2 separate regions of the Sus scrofa genome follow, and region 1 is linked to region 2. A link is a contact called in public Hi-C data. All regions are on one chromosome and are shown on one strand. The core of a region is the stretch at or near the end of the contact, and the rest is flanking DNA. Distances in the headings are between cores, read along the strand shown.

The links. Hi-C and Micro-C count contacts between places; a contact is called where the count stands out from the background.
Region 1: a contact with region 2 is called in a Hi-C map of fetal liver, with 2.4 times the contacts expected there. The contact joins two enhancer-like sites. A contact is called at or near these places in 2 of 5 promoter capture datasets (liver and skeletal muscle) and 14 of 47 Hi-C or Micro-C datasets (brain, epiblast stem cells, fetal heart ventricle and 10 more).

Annotation. Positions count from the first base shown.
Region 1 is chr5:5,608,925-5,613,966 of Sscrofa11.1, reverse strand. The region is part of intron 4 of SCUBE1 (signal peptide, CUB and EGF-like domain-containing protein 1); the gene reads right to left. Among named protein-coding and RNA genes, the nearest start is that of SCUBE1, 50 kb to the right of the region's middle. Within about 2 kb of position 3,091, at least 9 of the 83 cell types and tissues checked have an H3K27ac peak or open chromatin away from gene starts, as enhancers often do. A contact at or near this core is called in fetal liver, where this site is marked.
Region 2 is chr5:5,544,095-5,548,911 of Sscrofa11.1, reverse strand. No RefSeq gene overlaps it. Among named protein-coding and RNA genes, the nearest start is that of SCUBE1, 15 kb to the left of the region's middle. Within about 2 kb of position 2,176, at least 27 of the 83 cell types and tissues checked have an H3K27ac peak or open chromatin away from gene starts, as enhancers often do. A contact at or near this core is called in fetal liver, where this site is marked.

The sequences.
Region 1 (5,042 bases), core at 1,842-4,341, 64 kb before region 2:
CATGGAACTGCAGGTTGTGTGCCAGCTAAAGAGGCATCTCTGCTTTTCCCAGGTCCCACCCTCTTGGGCCTGGGGTGAGGGGTGTGTGCAAGCCTTGTTGGAACCCTCTGTGCAGTCTGCCCAGGCTCAGAGGCCAGCCCACCAGAGCGTGGGTTCTGCCGTGCCACGGGCTGCAACCTTGGGCAAGTGTCCCAACCTCTCCATGCCTCGGTTTCTTAATCTGTAAAATCAGGTTCCTGTAAGGATGCAAGATGCTAGTGCTTATCCCAGGGCCTGGCCCGCAGTGAACCCGCAGGATGGGAGCTCTCACCCTCACCGTTAGCATTTCATGCATAAGAAGCCAAGCTTTCCTGTTCCTGGATCCCACCTCAGATTTTGGCTGGAGCCAGTGCTACCTTGGATGCCAAATCTTGAGCTCTGTGAAAACACGGCTCTGAGTGCCACAAGGAATGCTGGCGGTGGGAGGGCGAGGCCGTCTCCCACCCACATTTTTACGTGCACTTAAACAGACTCAGAAGGACATCAAAGAGACCGTTAAAGGCGCGCATGTAAACCCAACGTCCTGCTGGGAGAATGCCAGTCCGGCATCCGCTCTGCACGGGCCTCCGCCTTGCAGGGACACAGATGCTCAGGGCCCTGTGGCCTGTTCCAGAGCATCCAACGCGGGAGGGGAGGCAGCATGGCAGGCTTCGGTGTGCGGTGAAACGTACACGCCTCTGGGCTCCATCACCTGGCCCAGCGCCTGGACGGGCTGCGGCGTCCACTGGTCCATGCTGAGCAGGAGCTGGCCTGCACGAGCCGAGGACGGGGAGCACCAGCCCCTCCCCCACCCCACATCAGCACAGGGGGGACAGAGTCCCTGCCCACGGGGAGCCAAGCTGCAGGGACGCAGGCAGCAGGGGGAAAACTGCCTTCTGCAGGGGGGTGGGGGACAAAGGCAGCCTTCTGAGCCCAGAGGAGGCAAAGCCTGACAGCCTTCCATGGGCCGGCTCACTGCGGGCTGAGCGGGGCCCTGATCCGTACACGGGGTCGGGTGGGGCGCCCAGAGCCTGGGGAGCAGCAGGAGCAGACAGAGGCCTGATGTCCTCCTCAAGTCTCGGTTCCCTACGGCCGGTGCCCAGCAGGGGCCCGGCACACCGCTCAAACCTCCCCTGTGAGCGGGGGGCCTGAGCTCTGCAGCCCTAGGTGGGACTCGTGGTGGGTGCTGGCGAGCTGCGACTGGGTGACGGCTGAGGGTGAGGCTAGGTGTCTGCATGCCATGTGCTGCCCTGAGCACGGATAAGCCCGGGTGCCAGGGCCATCAGCTCACCGCTTGGAAGAGCATTCGTTCCCCGAGGAGGCCTGACTGCCGATCGCCTGAGCATCCTCAGCGGAAGCTCAGGCTCCGGGCAGCCCCCGCGCACAGCAGCAGAGCCTTGCCCTGAATGCTCCAGGCCCTGACTCTGCTGACGGCTCTGGAAATAGGCCCGGGTATATGTGTGTGTGGGGGGGGGGCTGCCCTCTCGGGCCTCCTTCCTCACCTCTGATAAGTCACAATCCTAAGACGCCGCATTTATTGAAATCATCTTTCCACCTCTATGAAGCAGGTACTGCGATGACCCCCAGTCTACAACAGGCCAGAGATGTGACTTGCTCAAGGTTGCTCAAGGTCGCACAGATGATGAGCTGGGGGGCTGGCGTTCCAGGCAAGGCTGCCAGGCCCCAGAACCTGTGCTCTTAATGGTGGCAGGTGTCTGTGCCAAAGGGCCCTCGGGGCTGGGCTTTGACACATACAGCCCCCCAAGCCCCCTTGCCAGTCGGTCCCGCATCTCTCCACCGTGGAGACAACACATTGCCTCTCACGCGGGTGCCTTCCAGCACCGCCAGAGACGGGACCACAGTGGGCATCAGGCGAGGCCTGAGAGCGGGCAGCCTCCTGCGTGGGCGAGGGGCTCAAACATCTCAAACCCACGGCTGTGGGCAGCTGCGGTGGCCCAGGATCAGCGCCAGTGAGAACGGCAATCCTTCACCAGGCCCTCCTGGAGACGGCTCTCACTGCGTCTCTGCTGTGCAGATGGGAACATTAGAGGCCCTGGAAGGCCCAGTGCCCTCCCTCCAGGGCGCCCTCCTCAGCTCCTCAAGAGAAGGTAACTGCTAGCATCCTCGTTAGCATCGGACCCCTGTCTAGGCGGAAAGCTTGGCAGGACCGTGTCTGCTTTTACTGACACTGGGATCCCAGGGACCAGCCGGGCGCCTGGCACACGAATGAATGAACTAGTGACCTAATCACACAGCTCGTCAGACCTTTCAGAGCGCCTTCCCGCTAAATCAGCTTCGCTCAGACTGACGGGAAGAAGTCCTCTCGGGAAGGAGAGGGGAAAGTTCATCCAGGAGTCAACACCTTCTTGGAGCGTGGACGCGACGTACATTTAAGAGAAAAGAGCAGGCCTAGGAGAGGGAGAGAGCCGGAGGTGCCAGCTGCCTGGTGGCCTGTCCACACCGGGACTGGGAGGCCCTGGGCGGCCGGCCATGATGGGGCAGCAGAGGCTGGCACTGGCCTGGCCCAGCTGTCCCCCGGCCGTGGGGCGGAAGAGGGACTTAGAGCTTGCTGGGCCAGAGGCTGAACGAGGGGGTGAGTGTGGGCTGTGCTGCTGCCAGAAGTGCTGAGTGGAGAGAGCCGGGCCACAGATCTCAGCGGCTCTGGGTCCCCTCCCACCCAAGCTGGGAACCAGGGAACAGCCTGTGTCCCCAAATCCAGCATGCGTTCTAAAGGCCTGAGGAAGCTGCCTATGTGAGCGGCCACCCCTAGGGCAGGCAATGAACTTGACCCCTTCAAAGCATTTCCCCTACTGGAGCCCTCGCTTGTCTGGGAGGGATTACTGGTCTCGGTTTATAGACAAGGAGACCCAGAGAGGTAGGAGTAATGGCAGAGGCCACGTGACCAGTGCAGACGGAGAACAGCCGAGAACCTAAAACTCCCAACCCCCACCTGGCCAGATCCACACGCCTCAGGCCAGGGTCTGTGCTGGCGCCTATGAGGTGCAGCCACTCAGAAGGGCTGAGTCCGTGGCCTTGTCTCTTGGCCAGGAGCCTGGACTGGCCCTGGCTGACCCTGCTCGTGCGTCGTGTCCCCTCTAATCAAACCGGCCTCCTTGCTTTCCCCGGCTCAGGGGAGGCTCCAGAGGGCTGCGAGCCATTAGGAACCTAGAGTCAGGTGACATAGGAATCTGACTGGGTCAGAGGTCACTTGGGGGCAGAACAAGCTGGTCTCAGCTCGCTGGACACGTTCTGATTTTGAGCTCTAACAACCAGCACTGCAGTTAACACACGGTCAAGGCGGCAACTGCCACGACAACCCACGGAGCCTCGGGAAGGAGCAGCCCGTCCGGTGGCCCAGGCCCATGCCCCCACAGGCACAGAGGACCGGGGGTCCAGGTCCCATGCACTTGTCCTGTCCTGTCCTCCTCAGTCCCTCCACGCAGCCTTCGGGGACCCCGGAAATGCCTCCCTTGTCCTTAGGCAGGTAGCCAAGAAGTTTTCTAGTTCTCAGATTGATTCACTACCTGGATTTCAACATTGGGAGATTGACGCAAAAATCCTAACGAGAGCAGGGACTTCTTTAACCAACAGCTGGTTGACATAGATTGGGGCTGAGTCCCCCAAATCTGTATTCTGGTTGAATCTAGATTCCTGGCCCCTGGAGAGTCTGAGTCTCCCCTGATATCCCCCGCCCTGCCCTCTGGCATCACTCCCCCACCACTGCCTCACCAGCTCCGCTCGGCCGCTGATGCCTGAAATCCCAGCTCCGGCCACGTCCCACCAGCCTCACGGTGGCCCCTGGCATGCACTCCTCGTGCCAGCTTGCTGTGCTCTGCCACCCCGCCCTTGTTCAGTTTCACAGGAGCCTGGTCCCTTCCCCGCGGGCCTTGACACAAACCCTGCCTGCACCCCCACCCCAGACCCCTCCCGCAGCCCCTCCCGCTCGTCGATCTGTTCTAGCTCGTGTGCAGCTTCCTCAGAGAGGCCGTCAGCACCTGTCTGTTTCTGCTCCTCTGCCTGATTTCTTTCCTTACCAGCCTCATCGCGTCCCACCTGGTGACCAGAGCTGGCATCCTGACTGCCTGGAACCTATGGTATGACCTCGGGCAGGTCTCCCAACTTGACTGGGCTTAAGCACCTTCACCAGTCACAGGGTCACGATAACCCAGCTCGGCAGGCTGCTGTGAGGGCCCAGCTTGGAGGAAGCGTGGAGCCCACAGCAGCCGCAGTCGCTGCCCCCACGTCATCGTGTCCCCCAACCCCACTGCTCTGCTCTGGAACGTCCTTGGCACAGCGAATCCTTACAGGCAGAGCAGCCCCGGTTGCAAACAGAACCCAGCCGCCACCTGGCGTCGTGCTGTCCCCTCCTGTTCATCTGCCTTCCAACCAGGCCACGGCCTTCCCGAGCGCCCACCCTGCTCGTGGGAAAGCTGGTCTACAGGAGCAGAGCGCACACAGCCTCGGGCCCTTCCCGCTTGCTCCGAGCCTCGTCTCCCTGCAAACCCCTCTCCTTGATGAAAGCACGACTCCCTTCCCACCACCACTCGCCCTCTCTTCCTCACAAGTGTGCTTTTTATAAAACTCGATTTGGGCCCAGGGCCCTCGTCCGGGGCAGCAGGACCCCACAGCCCCACAGCCACGAGACCTCCTAAGGTGCCTCGTCAGCCCGGACAGTGCGCCTGGAGCAGCGCCCAGGGACCGTGGCGCTCGGCCTTTCTGTCCTCCTGGGGACACGGCAGGGCTGAGAATTATCGGGCTGCCCTGTCCTTGAGGAAGCTGCCTAAACAAACACTAAGACTTCCAAGGAGCCAGGAAAGCCGTTCTGCCTAATTACCCCGGGTTTTGTATTTCTTAAGTGTGTCTTTCTTTTCTATCTCAGCAACTGTTTTCAAATAAAAATCATGACCAGGGCCCCCGGTCTCCCCCAGAGCTTAGTGTTAGTGTGTGGGGTCCCATCCTCCCAAGACCCTGCTGGCTCCACACCATGGTCCCCCTTTGCAGATGAGGAAGCTGAGGTTCGGAGC
Region 2 (4,817 bases), core at 927-3,426:
GCTCAGACTAACCCCAGGCAACTTGGGGCCAAGAGAATGAATTCTTAATGGCCGAGAGTAAATGGGTAAAGGATGCAAATAAGCAGGTTACAGAGTAGGGATTCCTGCAGGAGAGAGTATTTCCAGGAACAATGAAAAAAAGAAGTCTGGGTACAACCACTAAGGAAAACAGTAGGGAGGTACACCTCAGAAAACTAAATATAGAACTACCATATGAGCCAGCAATCCCACGCCTGGGCATATAGCTGGACAAAACTTTTATTCAAAAAGATACATGCACACCTCCCCCCGCACCCCATGTTCATTGTGGCACTATAGCCAAGACATGGAAACAACCTAAATGTCCAATGACGGATGAGTGGTTTAAGAAGATGTAGTACATACACACAATGGAATACTACTCAGCCATGAAAAAGAACAAAATAATGCCATTTGCAGCAACATGGATGGAACTAGAGACTCTCATACTAAGTGAAGTAAGTCAGAAAGAGAAAGACAAATACTATATGATATCACTTATATCTGGAATCTAATATACGGCACAAATGAACCTCTCTATAGAAAAGAAACAAACTCATGGACATGCAGAACAGCCTTGAGGTTGCCAAGGGGGAGGGGGAGGGAGTGGGATAGACTGGGAGTTTGGGGTTAGTAGATGCCAACTATTGCATTTAGAGTGAATAAGCAATGAGATCCTGCTGTATAGCACAGGGAACTCTATCTAATCACTTGTGACGGAACATGATGGAGGATAATGTGGGAAAAAAAAAGAATGTATATAAATGTATAACTGGGTCACTTTTCTGTACAGCAGAAATTGACAGAACATTGTAAACCAACTACAATAAAAAATAAAAAATAAGAAGTCTACCTTCACTGCTATCATGCGATTGGCAAAAAAAAGAAAAGAAAAAGAAAAAGACCAGTAACACTTAGTGCTGGAGAGTCTGTGGGGAGATGGACAGTCTTAGTCTCAGATACTGCTGTGGGAGGTAAGTTGGAGAAGTGTTTATACAAGGCTTATCTCCATAATTTTGAATGCTCTTTCTTTACCTCTCAAGCGGGAGGGCACAGATGAGAGCATTCTGGGTGTATGTAATAGTCTATATTTTGGTCTGGGTGGGACTACAGACATATATACCTGTGTCAAATGTATGGTGTATATTATGAGCCTTGCTCCATGTGTTGTATAAAAAGGAAAAACTAAATAAAAACTAAATAAAATGCAAAATTACCTTTGACTCAACACTTGCCCATCCAGGAATCTCTACAGAAATGCTTTTGCTCCTGGACAGAGATAGCTGTGCAAAGATATTCAGGACACAATCATTAGGAACAAGGAAGGCTTGAAAACCACTTAAATATGTTTCAGTAGGGGAAGGGTGGAGTAAATACAATGGAATATTAATATGCAGCCACTAAAGAACACCTTGCAAAAAATGGTCCAGCTACATTGTGACAAACGCAAGTCTTAAAACAAGATCTGTGACCCCCATGCTTGCAAAACGCACAACTAAAAATCTCTCTCTCCTTGCATGTATGTATAAAGTCTCAGAAATCGAGGTCCAAATGTAAACAGCAGTTGCCTCCAGGGAGTGGGATCAGGAGGTTGCCACTGCGAACTTTTACCTTTTCACTTGTACCCATAATGTGTCATGGAATTGTTTTGCAATCGGCAGTCACTGCTTTGGCAATTAAAACAAAACAATAAACAAGCAAAAAAAACCCAAACAATAAAAATAAACTCAATCGGTAGAGGCACCTGGCACCTAGTAGGTGCTCGCTAAATATTTGTTAAAGCAGGGATTCAACTGTCCCTGGGCTGCAGGCGCTCCCACCCCGGGTGGGTGGGCCACGCTTGATCCTGTCTGGGTGCCAGTTCCTGCACCGCCGCCCCCGCCCCGGAGGCTCTGGGGGCCTCGGGATGTTGCTGGAATGGATGCTAATGGAAGCTTGGAGCCGGAGGCCACATTTCCCTGTGGGGACTGCTCCACGGCCAGAGCTCTGCTTGCCTGGCCCCAATTTTTATATGCGAGGAGATTAAGAAAAAATAAAATAAAACATTTAAAGCAACCCAGCCCTCCTTTCCGTCCACCGCGGGTGAACGGCGGAGCTTCGGGCGGACGGGCCCCGGCGCCTGCAGAATCGCCGGCCACAAAACAAACACGCCGATGGCGGGGACAGAAACACTTTATGCGCGGCCCCTCCTCCCGCGCTGTCACTCACCGCCCCGGCGCAGCCCCGCCCCCGCCCCGCCCCCGCCCCGCCCCACCGAGGACTTTTTGAAGTTGATCAATGAAACATGTTTTATTTACGGGCCCATTGGCGGGCGGGGACTCTGCAAGGCCTTCGTTAGTTCCACATAATGAAAGAACGGGCCGATGCAAGGGGGCTTGGGAGAGAAAAGACGGAAAATTAGAGTTCGGTCTGCTCACTTAAAAAAAAAAAAAAAAAGAGAGAGGAGGGGGTGGGGTAGAAGTGGTGGCTTTGCTCCCTAAAGCTCGGGCCGCATTCAGAGCCTGCGGAGAGGTCCTCGCTCAATCCTCTTAGTCCAGACAATGTAGGGCCGGGGACCCGCCGGCCTGCGGCCCGCATTCCACCAGGGGATGCGAGGGCGATGGGCTGTTTAAATTGCTACTTAAGTTTCCAGCTGTTTTACCAGTGATTTGCCCAACCTAATAGCTCTTTAAGGCTTTAAACAAGAAAATAGCTCTTCTCACGACTCAAAGAAGCGGCGCTGGTTAGTTCAGACGGCGCCCATTGTCCGAGGCTTAAACCCTTCCCTGCGCCGACTCCCCTCCCCCCAGCAGCCCCAGACTTTGTCCAGCCCGGGGGGACTCTTTATCCTTTTAACATTCTGCTTTGCCGGGCCTCCGTCCCGAGGACCTCTGAATAAGTCCTTATTTGAGGGGACTGCCTGTCTGCTGCCTTTGGGCATTTCCCAAACAAATTAGTAGCAAATAGTAATAATTGGGATGACTGTGGCCCCAACTCGCCCGCTGCCCACGCGTGTCGGAACGTGGAGACGGAGTTTGGGGTGAAGGAGAAAAAAGAAGCTTGTGGTGCTTTGCTCAGCAAAGGAGGCCGCAGCAGGCTAATGCCTTAAAAACTGCGCCCTCTTTTGGGGGAGAATTTTGGGGAGTTTTAGAGTCAAAAAGGAGAAACACAGGGTTCCAGAGAAGAATCAGAGTGGGGGTAACCATGCATTCTTCTTTCTTTGGGGGAATCTTAGTCATCGAAGTTGGTGTCAGGAGGTCTCAGTGTGACCCCGGGGGGGTCATCTGGGTTATTGTATCTTGATTTTTCCCAGAATAAAAATACTTCCATAAAGGGCCTATTGATCAGCGATTACAACAATCTCGGAACCTTCCTGAAAACGTTATGTGCTTATTATCTTTAACCCACAGGCAACTGTGCTCAGGGTGCCTCTCTCTATGGCTCACGGGTGATGGTGTTTAGGGTGCCATCAAGCAAGGGAGAAATGCCAGGAAGGGCCCCAAGCTGTTCAGTTTTAAACTCTTGATTTCTAAAAGCAGCATAAGGACGATAACGTTTCTCTTGTGCACAAGGTGCCTGCATCGTGAGCAGAAAAACTATTAAGTGAGCACCTACTGTGTGCCAGACCTTGGATGGGGCACTCTTCTTCCCTCATCCTGTTTCATTCTGGCACCCATCTACAAAGGAGGTGGGACTGCTACGATGGCTGTTTCATAGGGACACAGGTACAGAGGAAAGAGTCACTTGGCCAAGGTCACACCGCAGGGTCAGGGCTGGTCTGATTTCCAGGTGCAGACTCCTAGGCACCTGCTGCCAGGTAGCCACGGAAACTTGAATAAGCCAGGGGTGGGGACTCCTGGGATACGGGTTCTAGCTTGGTGCATCTGGCCATGGGCACTTAGAGGGCCGCTGGGCCCAGTTTCCAGGAAGTTCTGCAGGGTTAGGGGGACTGGGCAGGGGAGGAGGGGACCATCGGGAAGGTGGGGGTGGGGGGTTGACCTTATCTGTCAGAGTCTAGAGGCTGCCTTTAATTGTATGAAAATAACTCTCTCTCTAATGATCTAAAAAACAGCAGTTGTATTCCTGATGATTAAAATTATACATGTCAATTGCGGAGACCTTGAAAAATATAAAAATGAATAAAGAAGCACCCATTAAAGATTTAGCCTGGCGTGAACACTCCGTATGTGTGAACTATCCCCATTGTCTTCTTCGTCCCCCTTATCCTGAAGAAGGTACTGGAGCTGAGGGCATGGTGGTGTGTTTCCTCTCAGTCATTTTTTTCCATATATATAAACATACCCATTTTTTCCGACCTCGCCCCTAGCATATGGAAGTCCCCAGGGCCAGGATCAAACCCACGCCACTGCAGCAACCCAAGCCGCAGCAGTGACCACGCTGGATCCTTAACCTGCTGAGCCACAGGGAACTCCAGACATACCCGATTTTGATTGTAAATATGCTGTGCACACATTTTGAATACGTGTGCTTTTCTTCCTATGATTCTTCAAGCCGCAAAGCTTTGATGAAGGCTTGCTGAGTTCCCCTTTTGACCCCGATGCCCTTGATTTGTTCTCCTTGATTACACTAGATTTTAAGTAAGGGCACAGATGGTTGTGCAAAGGAGGTCGGTAGAGAGGGGTGGGAGATTTTGCAGGTGAACAGAGCACAGGAGGAAGGAAATCCCCAGATACGCTGTATGTTCAAGGTTCAGTTTGGGAGGCAGAGACCCTCTCTGCCCAGCTCATAGCAGGAGGTAGGGACAGCATGTGGGGCCTCAGAGCCAGACTCGGTCAAGGGGTGTAGCTTTACTCCTGCAG